Linked DNA regions of Mus musculus: regions 2 and 3 are each linked to region 1. The links are chromatin contacts, called in public HiChIP or PLAC-seq and promoter capture Hi-C maps. All regions are on one chromosome and are shown on one strand. Each heading gives the region's core, a stretch centred on a gene start, on an enhancer-like site or on the middle of the called end of the contact. The rest is flanking DNA. Distances are from core to core; before and after follow the strand shown. Region 1 holds the start of Dapk2 (death-associated protein kinase 2). Region 2 overlaps Aph1c (aph1 homolog C, gamma secretase subunit). Region 3 holds the start of Car12 (carbonic anhydrase 12).

What was found. Promoter capture Hi-C pulls out the DNA fragments that hold promoters and counts their contacts. HiChIP or PLAC-seq counts read pairs in DNA pulled down with a chosen protein or histone mark.
Region 2: a contact with region 1 is called in an SMC1A HiChIP or PLAC-seq map of large pre-B cells, with 8 times the contacts expected there. The contact joins the enhancer-like site here to the promoter of Dapk2 in region 1. A contact is called at or near these places in 9 of 39 promoter capture datasets (the 3T3-L1 cell line, the C10 cell line, cranial neural crest and 6 more), 2 of 15 datasets of contacts at CTCF or cohesin (large pre-B cells and pro-B cells), 12 of 484 Hi-C or Micro-C datasets (CD4 T cells, centrocytes, double positive thymocytes and 6 more), 2 of 115 datasets of contacts at active chromatin or transcription factors (craniofacial prominence and embryonic midbrain) and 1 of 9 other capture datasets (embryonic stem cells).
Region 3: a promoter capture Hi-C map of neutrophils shows a contact between it and region 1, with 3 times the contacts expected there. The contact joins the promoter of Car12 here to the promoter of Dapk2 in region 1. A contact is called at or near these places in 15 of 39 promoter capture datasets (the 3T3-L1 cell line, 3T3-L1-derived adipocytes, the C10 cell line and 9 more), 2 of 15 datasets of contacts at CTCF or cohesin (large pre-B cells and pro-B cells), 14 of 484 Hi-C or Micro-C datasets (B cells, CD8 T cells, the G1E-ER4 cell line and 6 more), 6 of 115 datasets of contacts at active chromatin or transcription factors (T-cell acute lymphoblastic leukemia, embryonic basal ganglia, embryonic stem cells and 2 more) and 4 of 9 other capture datasets (adipose tissue, embryonic stem cells, liver and 1 more).

Annotation. Positions count from the first base shown.
Region 1 is chr9:66,156,297-66,159,986 of GRCm38.p6, reverse strand. Dapk2 (death-associated protein kinase 2) reads right to left here and starts at 1,761. Exons shown (of 12, transcript NM_010019.3): 1 at 1,647-1,761.
Region 2 is chr9:66,811,648-66,815,337 of GRCm38.p6, reverse strand. It overlaps Aph1c (aph1 homolog C, gamma secretase subunit), which reads left to right. Exons shown (of 6, transcript NM_026674.3): 6 at 1-344. Among named protein-coding and RNA genes, the nearest start is that of Aph1b, 18 kb to the right of the region's middle. Within about 2 kb of position 1,822, at least 19 of the 459 cell types and tissues checked have an H3K27ac peak or open chromatin away from gene starts, as enhancers often do.
Region 3 is chr9:66,712,114-66,715,803 of GRCm38.p6, reverse strand. It overlaps Car12 (carbonic anhydrase 12), which reads right to left and starts at 2,118. Exons shown (of 11, transcript NM_178396.5): 1 at 1,871-2,118. The coding sequence starts at 1,955.

The DNA.
Region 1 (3,690 bases), core at 512-3,011:
TCCACAAGAGCAATTCTCATTTCAATTGATAAATTCTCAGAGTCAAGTGCAGTAACTCGAAGGTAGAGTTATAACCACCAATTTTGAGAAGCTGAAAACCACATATCAGAGGCAAGGCACATGACTATGCCTTTTGACCCGAGACTCAGGCTACCTTGCAAAGATGACACCCATCTGGATGTGAACAATCCTCCCAAGGGGGCCCTGGGAATTCTCCTTCCTACCCATGGCCTTAATGGCAAGCAACACTCTAGGAGGTAACATAGACCTCCTGGGACCCCACAGAAAGGGACCTCCCAGTTACCTTTCCAGTTTACTCTCTTCCTCAGAAGTCAGCAGGCTGAGGAAGTGATACAGAGCACTCCCATCCCACGGTATCCTTGCTGTGGACTGGGGTTTGGGGTAAAAACTTAACATTGAAACAAAAGTCTGAACCCACTGGGATCGGGTCTAAGTCACTTGTTAGACAAAAGGAGAAATCTGAGGTCCAGAGAGGGAAAGGGACCTTTCCACCATGGCACAGCTAGGCCATCAAACTTCCCAGGGCTTCTCTTGATACCCACACAACTCCTCCATGGATGGCTCAGGACTGGAAAGCCAGTGGCTTCTGGGAGAACAGTTCCAAGGAGAAGGTGCCCAAGTTTGGCAGGGACAGGCAGTGGTTTGGAACACGTGCGCACATACACACACACATGAAGAATCCTCAGACTCAGGTCTGGGGAAACTGCCAGCAGTGCCAGCAGAAGGGAGGAGACTCTAGCATCACAGAACCCCTTTGGATGATCCCTGATAAGGATGTTGGGGCTCAGAAGGTCAGCCACCTCCCTGAGTTGACATGAGAAAAACTCAGTCTTTTAATAAAAGGTTCAGCTTCTTTGGGCAGCCGGACTGTTTGCCCCCCACATCTAACAGAATAGAAGGCTCTAGAGAAGCTGTCAGGGTTGGCTGGTTTATTCCCTCCAGCAGGTAGTTTGTTGTCCCGGGGCAACAGATACCCACCCATTCCTGACACTTCAGTCAAGCCTCCAAAGACAGCTACTGGTCTATCAATACCATGACTTTAGATGCCAAAAACTTAACCGGCGGGCAGGTGGAGACAGGGAGGGCTTTGAACCCAACTCTGAAGCAGTCAAGGTACCAGCCACTTTTAGTCAACAAAATTCCCCTAGGATGCCAAGCCAGTTAGTTGGGAACTAGTGTCAGAAACCAAAAGAGCTGCCCCCAGCTACCTTTAGATGACAGGGAACCAGGGAGTGTCCCTCCACCTGCCCGCAGCTGTTAGGCCACACTGGAGGTTCATTTCACAGGAAGCAACCTCCCGGGCTGAGGCGGGGAGGAGGAGGTGTGAGCCCACAGAGGCTGGGCTTGTTTCTCTCCTATTGGGGACTTTTGAGGGGGCCAAACTTGATGCATGGTTGTTTCCATTCTCCTGCCCAGATGTCAGGCCTCTGTCCGTCAATCCCCATCCCGTCTCTGGGACCAGAGTGTCAAGCTTAGGAGGCACCCCGAGGTAGTAGTAGCCTGCAGACTGGCCTCCGGGTGCCGTCCCAGCGCACAAACCACAGAACGGCTATATCCTAGACAGGCAATGCCCGACCACCCCAGCCACTGCTGCCGTCGAATCCCGCGGCCCGGGCGCTACTCACGGCGAAAGGCTGCGCTGCATGTGCGGAGAGCTGGACGTGCACCGGGGCGCGGCGGGGTGCGCGGCGCTCCGCTCTGCTCTGCTCCCTGCGCCCGGCGTCCGCCCGCAGAGCCGCCGAGGAGCAGAGGGGGCGGAGCGGCCAGCCCGGTCCCAGGCGCCGGCTGGAGGCGCGCCCGGACACTCGGCCCGGAGCTCGGGGCGCCCCCTGCTGGAACCCCCGCGGGACCGCCCCGAGGTGAGGACTTGGATGCTCGTCCCTTCCCGCCCTGTCTCTCACATGCTGTGCCACCTGGAACGAATCAACTTGAGTAAGCTAATGATCAACGCACTTCACAACCCAGCACAATTGCCAGAAAACAGAATTTCTCTGCCCTTCGTCCCCACCCACGCACACCCTGACTGATCAGATTCTCTGGGGACCTCGCTCCACACAAGGGTAGGAAGCTCTCATGTGCCCCACTCATTCCCGGCCCAGCTTGAAGACTGCCCATATTTGCCTATTACCACGCCAACCCTGGCACCATTCTTGAGTGTAGTCCGTGTATCACCATTAAGCCTGTCTTAATGAAGGACTTGGGAGTTGATTCTCCCTTCCTTTTGCAAATTATCAGAAGGAGAAAATATCAGTGGTAGCGTTGGTGGCTGGAAACAAAACTGAAGTTCAATGGTCTCCATTCAAGACCAGAGACATTTTAAGGATGGCCACCTAGAGCCTCCAGCCCTAAGTCACTGTGACAGCTAACACTGTCAATGTGACTGGATTTACAATCAGGAGATAAACCTCTGGGTATGCCTATAGGAATTTCTAGATTGTGTTTCCAGAGCTTTAGTGAGACCAGCCCTAGATGTGCACAGCAATGGTCCACGGGCTGGGGTCCAGGAATTAAAAAAAAAAAATCGGTGAGGAGAAACTGGCTAGTGAGGGCTGCTCTTCTCTGACCATTGCTGCAATATCTGGGACAGCCTCCGGGAAGATCCCAGACCTTTGCGTGTGACCTTTCAGATCTGTGCAGTTTAGAGGGCTCTCTGTGAACAGAGAACCAGGATTCACCTCATATTTCTCTCTCCCTCCCCCTCCCCTTCCCCTCCCCCCCCTTCCTGAGGCTGGGCACAATGTACCCAGCTGCGCCACGCTCCTGCTGCCATGATGGACTATACCCTATACCTTCTAACTGTGAGCCCGTTCTTGAGTTGCCTCCCCCACCCCTTGAGTACTTTCTCACAGCAACAAGAAAAGTAGCACAGATCCCCCCTTAGGGATCCTCCCTAGAGCTAAGGATGTAAGATTCTGAGTCATGGGTGTAGTCCAAAGTCCTGCCCTATCATCCATGTGTGGTCAGCCACCAGAAAGTGGGAACAACAACCCTTCTGGTAGCTTCCAGTGAAGTCCTGAGTAGCACTGGCGGAGGGTGACATGTGAAATGTGCCCAAGGAGCACACTACCCCTCAGCCTTTTCAACACCAGGAACCCTGAAAATGCCACTGAGTACCGCCCAACTCTCTCATTGTGTCTTGAACAGTCTCAGGGAAGATCCCAGACCTTCACTTGCGTGTGACTTTCAGGTTTGTGCAGGTTCTGGGGTTCTCCTCAGAATAGCATGCTAGAGAGAAGTAGCTACCATCTGATGGCTTCTGAAGTCAGTGGACAGAGGGAAGGACACACACACACACAGTGGCCACCACAGTAGCGAGGTCCCTCATCCTCCAACCAGCCCCAGATACCTCCTCCCCCATTTTTAAGTCTGTTGCTGTGTGACAAACCATCCTAGCCTTGCTGATACAAAACACAAATTTCATTATGCTCCTGCATTCCTGGAGTCCACTCTCTTAAAGCCACTCTACTCTGAACCCTGCCACCTCAGTTCAATTCTTTCTTGTCATTTTCCCTGACCATGTCGTAACTATGATTAAGGTTCACTTTCAACAAGAGCAAAACAACATCTTGTCCATTTTGATCTCCATAGATTGCATGCTATCCCAAACCTAATTACTAAAGGCATGCTAGGTTGAGCACGTAAAAGCATGTTAGGTTGAGCATGTAGGTA
Region 2 (3,690 bases), core at 573-3,072, 660 kb before region 1:
GCATGCTCTTTGGTTGGTGGTTCAGTCCCCATCCTTGTCCCCTCTCCTACCCAGTCCCCTCCCTCCATCTGTCTCCTATAACTGTTTTATTTCCCCTTCTAAGTGAAAGTCAATCATTCTCAATTGGGCCTTCCCTCCTGTTTAGCTTCTTTAGGTCTGTGGAGTAGAATGTGGGTATCCTGTACTATATGGCTAATATCCACTTATAAGTGAGTGGATGCCATGCATGTATTACATACTTAATAAAGTTGTTAGGAGTTACCATATAAACTTTCTGTGTTGTATCCACGTTTAAATGTCTGATGGTGGCCAAAATGTTCTTTTAATTAAAAAATTAACAATTATTATGTGTGTGTGTGGAGGTCAAAGGACACGTGTATAAGCCAGCTTTTTTCTTCCATTGATTGTTGTATTTCATAGACACCTATACATCTTTTTATTCTAAGTGGGAATAAATTCTAGGCCTGAACTTACAAGGCAGTAAGGAAATAGTGTGACCAAGCATGGTGGTGCACTTTTGTAACCCTGTGTCTGAGCTGAGGCAACAGGATTCTTAGTTTTTGATCCAGTAAAGGGTTATTATGTACCTATACTTGTGTTGTTTGCTTGTTGGTAGATCAGAAACAAACATTAATGTGTGCTTGTGCACCCTCTGCATACCTGAGGAGCCCAGAAGCAGGCTTTGGATCCCTTGGAACTGGTCTTACAGATGGCTGTGAGCCATCATATGGATGCTGAGAACTGAAACTTCTGTCAGCAAACAAGTACTCTTTACCACTGAGCTATCTCTCCAGCCCCTTAGAATGTGATCGAAAACCAAGAAACTCACTCTACTCAAACCTTTAAAAAGGCCCTCAGAGGGTTTGCTGGGTGAATGAATGAAGAAAGAGATTAATGAAGAGTATTACTATCTACTACTCCATCCGCTAAGTTGCTCACGTTTCTTATTAAGTGTGCAGTATTCTCTTCTTTAAAAAAGAAAATCTTTTTGTGCATGTGTGCATATGTGCATGTGTATGGTGTGTGTGTGTTGGGGGGTGGGGGTGTTTTCATTCCTATGCAAGTGTGAGGACAGGAACCTATATTTGGTGCATATGTGGGGGTCACATGACAACCTTGGGGATTTCCTTCACCTTCTACTTGTTTGTGACAAGGCCTCTGTTGTTTGGTTGGCTGTTGCTGTGAGTGCCAGGAGAGCTGGGCAGGGAGTTTCAGGGAATTCTTTTGTATTCAGCTCCCATCTGACTGAAGAAGTGCTGAGATTATGATTGCCTGCTACCTAGCCAAGATGTGCATGGGTTCTGGGGGTGCACACTTTAGTCCTAACCCCAGTCCTAAGCGTTGAACTCCGGAATTAATACAAATTACGGGAAACAGTCACGTGGGAGCTAGACCCGTAGTCTCTGATGTACCGAACTTTGTAGGATCCGGTGAGACTGCATCAAGCACCAGGCATTGGTGTCTCTATCAGGATATAGAACCCTTTGGTAGGGCCTCTGTTTTCCCTCATTTGTCAACCTAGCATTCTATCTTACTTTTCCTTTTAAGCACTCAATTTCAATCCAGCATAGGATCTTGCCCCTAAATTTCAGCCCCCAAGGGTTTTGGTTCTATGCCTGCTTTTGTCAGAATGGGAAAAACTGGACCTCATCCCTTGACCTGTTGTTCCCAGTACCGGATAACACCAGAAGGTAACACTGTGCTCCGTTTGGCCCAGTGCAGCTGCTAACCTAATTTCCTTTCAGCTGGATAACAGACAACATCAACAGGCACCAGCCCAGGTTCCCCAGGAGACCACAGCAGGTGGCTAGCTTTCTCTCAGAAAGGCTCACTGAAATTGGATCATTCTACCCAGCCTTTGATACTACAGCTTCTACCTCTGTTCTTCTTTTCTTCCCCACTGGGATATTTTCATAATGGAAATTCCAACATGCCAGACAAGCCCATTGCCGCTAAAACCCACCCACCTAAAACAGGATTTTGTTGTTGTTGTTTTGGTTTGGGTTTTTTGTTTGTTTGTTTGTTTGTTTTTTTTGGCAATATCAGAGAAAGTCTGAAAATGTTAATTATATTGACTCATGTTTATATATCTTTTTCTAAAACTAGCAAGTGTTTCTAATTGTAAAAAGCAAATGGTGCAAAATTATATACTTGTTTCAGTAGCCAGTACTTTTTTAACACCTCATAATTTACCAAACTGAACATTACCAAAGTCTCAGGTTCTTGTTGCAGACAGCCTTCTGATTCCAGAATACTTTACTATATTGGAAAGCATTTACAACCAGCCATGAGTTCATATTCAAGTTACTCAGTCTCAGCGCCAGAGCCTCTAATACTTCGGCACTAACTTGGGATAATGAGACTTGCTACAAAGGGTTGTTTGAGAGGCGAATCAGACAGCAGATCAAAACCACCAGGACCAGCACTAAGGAGGAGGTCATTTCCTCCCTCCTCTCTCATTTCCCCTGGTAAAATGAGCTAAAGTTAAATTGACAACAAAATCAGTTCTGAAGACATCCTACAATTTTTACAAGGCACTCCAATATCAAAATTATAAGTATGGAAGCACAATTGGCTACTTTTTCCTCCTTGCATAGACTAAGCAAGTTTGAACAATTTTAAAATTAAAAAGCATTTAAAGACTTTTTTAAAGATAGAAGCTCCTTTGTTTATTTAGTTGCTCTGATTTGCAGCCCCTGGTCATTTTGAGTGTGCAGTCAGCCTGTTGTTGTGGCTTGGTTTTGTAGCCAGGAATATTAGGTACATAAAAAGGAACATTCCTTTTAAAGTAGTCATGGTGGAAGCAATGTATGCTTTCCTGAAATGAGATTGTGTCTGAAAAATCCAACCAACATCCTGAAGTCTGATCGTTGTTTTTCTTGGGTACATCAAAATAGAAGAATAACTTCCCAGATTACAATGAAAAAAGTCATGCATTCTTTTAAACAATCACTGAAAGAATGATTGTATCTTGCACCAGAAATTTACATAAATCCACACACTTATCTGCCTCACATATTTTTTTCTTGAGTCCATACCTTGTTCAGAACACCAGCTTCAGGTTTTTATCTCCTGGTTTCTATGCACATATCTGTCTTAAAGAATAGCCCTAATTTAGTGTGTCCCTTACTGATTGATTCATGCTGCTTTCTCTTGGGCTCCGTAACAAATATTGAAATAGTTTTCATGTAAACTGTTTCACACAATGCATGACAAATTAACTCAAAATGAATCAATAATCTAAATATTTGAGCTAAACCATAAAAAATAAAGAATCATAATGTTAGATAAACCTTCATGACCTCAGATCTGGCAGTTAAGCCCTAGTTATGACAACAACAGCACAAATGGACAACTAGACTTCCTCCAAATTAAGAACTTACACATCAACAGATGATCAAGGGTATGAAAAGAAAACCTAGAAAAATGCTGGCAAATTGTATAGTTGTTAGAACTAAAACTGGACAACAGAGAGACAAATGATGCAAGGTGGAAATTAAGGGGAAGAGAAGGGGAAATAATGCAATTATATTATAATTTCAAATTATGATTTCAAAAAAGGAAAATGAGTGAAGGACCTGAGTAGGTATCTCTCCAAGAAAACCTACAAATAGCCAGGCCTCACAGTATGCTTAATCATACAAATAGCCAGTTGTCATAGTGTGCTTACTGTCTTTACTCATTAGGAAA
Region 3 (3,690 bases), core at 869-3,368, 560 kb before region 1:
AGTGCCTGTTGGAACCTGCAAACCCGGTTGGCACTGGGCAGGGAGATGCCCTGAGGAAAGGGCATTTGGTAAAGTCAGGCCAGGGGTCCTGCTCTGCCTGCTCCCTGCCTTGGGTGCTAGCAGCTTCCAGGAGCTGATGACAATGCAGCCAGGCAGTGTGGTCTTGCCTGGCTCTCCACCTTCACTTCAGGCAGAGCAGGCTCAACGGAGTTCACTGAACCAGCCCTCAGCCATAGCAACAAAGAACACCATGCTGTCTTCAGAAAACCTTCAACTTCACCTTGTGCTCCTCTCACCCCTGGACTGAGGGCTCTTCTTAGGCTCTTCTTAGCGTCAGCTTTAACAAATTTCAACCCCCAAGTATCAGGAAAGCACACTTTGACCCCCTTACTCAGCTAACCCTCCAGCCCCAACCTTGTATTAACTGGTCTCCAGTCCACCTCAGTGAGTGTTTGACTTCATCTCCTGAGGCAGTCAAGAAACCTGCCCAATAAATAGCAGTGTAAAAGCTTAGAACTTAGCGGTAGCTAAGACTGCTCAGTGTGAGGGGAAAGTGGAGCTTTACTGCAAACTCCCTCTAATGCAGTTTAGAGAATAAGGAGGACATGAAGGGGGGGCAACAAAGAGGAGAATGGAGAGCCCCAAACTTTCAAAAAAAAAAAAGATCAATAGAGTCCTTCTCTCCTTTGTGTGAGGTGCTTGGTGCTAAAACGACTTCTGGTGAACTTCAGTCTCTATAGATTCCTTTAGAGTTAGTAGCAACCCAAAGTTAACAGTTTTCAAAATTGATCGCCACTTTTGTGGGACTTCTCCCACATTCTGCTTCTTCCTGACTGCGTGGGAAAGGTGATAGTAGGCAGATCCTGCCAGCCAGTCGATGAAGGTTCAGTAAAGGGGTAGTGGCTTGTTGCCCACCGGCAGAGTGTGGTCCTCCAAGGGGGGAAGGAGAGCAGAGCTCTGATACTGCTGGGCAGGAGCTGGGCTCTCTCCCCGCTGCCTGGCCAGGGGAATCATTGTTCAGCCACTGGGGTCACTCTTGGTCCCTTCTATTGCAACCCAAGAACAAGTATCACCACAGTGTGGGGACCCATTGACACAAACAAGCAGGACCCAGTCCCCACCTTCTCCCTAAGGTTAGTAGTAGCCTGAGGGAGAGGCAGGCTAAAGCTTGCTTTTCCTTTTCTTATTCCAAAGGAGTTAATTATCCAGGCTTTGGACATGAGCCCACAATTCAGGCTCCTCTTCCCACCTCAACCTGACACCCTGTTCAGCATACTTGCCCTTCGGGTTTCAGCCCCTTATTACAGTTAGAAATAAGGCATGTGCGCACACATGTAGGTTCAGTGTAGCAGAGATCTCGAGGGGAAAGACAATGACTAACGGTGGGCTACATTATCCCCTGGACACGGAGTGTGAAACCTACTGGTTAACTGCCTCTCTGAGGGTTCTGACGATCAGCCAGACACCCCTTCTTGCGGATCACAGCACACAGGAAGACAGTCCTTTCTCAGCGCTCTGCACGTGGTTCCGGGATCCTGGCTAGCAAGTTTCCAAGCCCCATCTCCAGAGGTAGTGTGCTCAGAAAAGAGGCAAATGAGTAACTACAACTGTGCACCAAGCACCGTTAAAAAAAAGTGCCTCCAACTAACCTCAGCTAACAGTGCATCCCAAACGATCCCAAAGCTAGCATCCTTTCTTGAAAATGTGCTAGGCACACAGCAACTTCCTTACTCGCTCAGTAGTGATTTTACTTTATCTTGCAAGAGCCTGGCAGAAATCCTCTCTCTGCCCAGGCATGGCTCAGTGCACAGGACTCTTTTTTTTTTTTTTTTTTTTTTTTTTTTTTTTTTTAAGTAAGCAGAAACTTTACCGTTGAGTGGGGCTGAGCTGGAAGGCTGCTTCTTAAGGATCACCAACAGGAGGACGACAGTCGCGCGCAGGCTGCGGTGAGGCATCTTTGTCCTGGCGACTCAAAGCTGCCACTCACTCGGAGCTGTGGGGCGCTCGGAGCTGGCAGCGGCGCACCAGCACAGTGTGCACTTAGCCTGGGACCAAGACGTGCACGTTGGTTGTGTAGACTCGTGGCTGCCTGTAGGCTGCTTTTTAATGCCGCGACTCAACCCTAAACATGATGTCATCAGGCAGGAGGGCGGGGCAGAAAGCCCAGCCTACCGGAGGGCAGGAGCCCCAGGTCCGAGGTGAGTTGAGGTCCTGACTTAAGTGGTCCTCAGTGGCCCACTGCGGCGGTCCTCTGGGCCACAGGTTACTTGGGGGAGCCAGTTCTCACAGGGAGGTATGGAAAGTCAGGGACCCGTGCAGCACTCACTTCCCTAGATGTGACTGTGGTCTGTCACTGCCCTTACTTGAAAGCCCCAGCATAGAATGCTGTTTGGGCCAAAGCCTCATTCAGGGTCTGAATGTTTCTGCCTGGTCTTAGCCAAGTAGCTGTGAATTACACATCACATCCAGATTAAGCTCTTCTCAACGAAACCACAAAGAGACTGCGAATCGGAAACTAAGATAAAGGGATTCACAGAAATGAGTCGCTTTTCTTGGCGATTAGCATTTCCCTTAGGAGGAGGAGGCATGTAGACAAGGCTTACTCCTTGTGCAAATTCACAGGATCAGCCCATCTTCGGTAGGCAGCAGGTGGAGAAGGTGCCCTCTCTGAAGTAGTGGTGAAAGAAAAGGACTTGCTTTATTACCGAGTGTCTACAAGCATCAGAGACCAGGCTAGGGGTTATGTGGACCAGTGGCCAGGCTGTTTCCAATGCTGGTTTATCACCTGTTGCTACTCCTGCCCACTATTCTCCAATCTCCGCTTGCTTTGCAATATGCACACTTACACTCTAGACAGGAGCCCGTTGTTCTGATCACGTTTGTGTCTAGCCCGCCCATGCGGAGCTGAATCTTCCTGGCCTCCTGCTCTGCTGTTCCCCACCCTTACCTCCTATATCGTCTGTTTGTTATTCCCGCCCGAGATGGTCTCTGCTTCCCTGGCTCCTCCATATCTCTCTACCACCTCAGGTGTGGGGCTCAGTTTCCTGCTCCTACTAACCCTGGTCTCCTGCTGCCTACACATACGGAATAGTACATAACCCCATGTTTGTAACCTGGCCCGCCATGCCCTCTTCTCTGGGCCAAGTCAACCAGCCCAGCCCTCCCCCATCCCCCATCTGTTCTGGCACTCAACCTACAACTCAGGTTGGCCTTGGTGACCAAAGAGGCCATTTGTTCACCTACAACTTGGAGAGACTGAGCAGCCGAGAACCACCAGGAAGCAGGTGTCGCCTGCATTTCAAGGGGTGTTATTGTTCTGTCCCTAACAGCTCAACTATTGTATGGGTAATAAAGGGCTTGAAATCTCTTCAAGGAAGTTGTTACAATGACAATTTTGTCACAATCATTTCCAGACCACAATAAGCTTAAGGGTGACCTTTTCTCAGAGATGAATAGCCTTGAATGAGCTCTGGAGTGGCTTAGGCAGTCTTGTTAAAGGCTGAGGTGGACTGGGGAGCAGAAGGCCCAGAGAGACCCCTGAATGTTCTGAGATGCAGATTCTGGGCCCAGAGAGTGAAGCCTTGACTAGTTCAAGGCCAACTGGATCATACCTGCCACCGGCCTGTGTCACTCCCACGACAGGTGTTTTTCAGTATGTCGGAAAGTACTCAGTTCAACTTCTCAAATGTT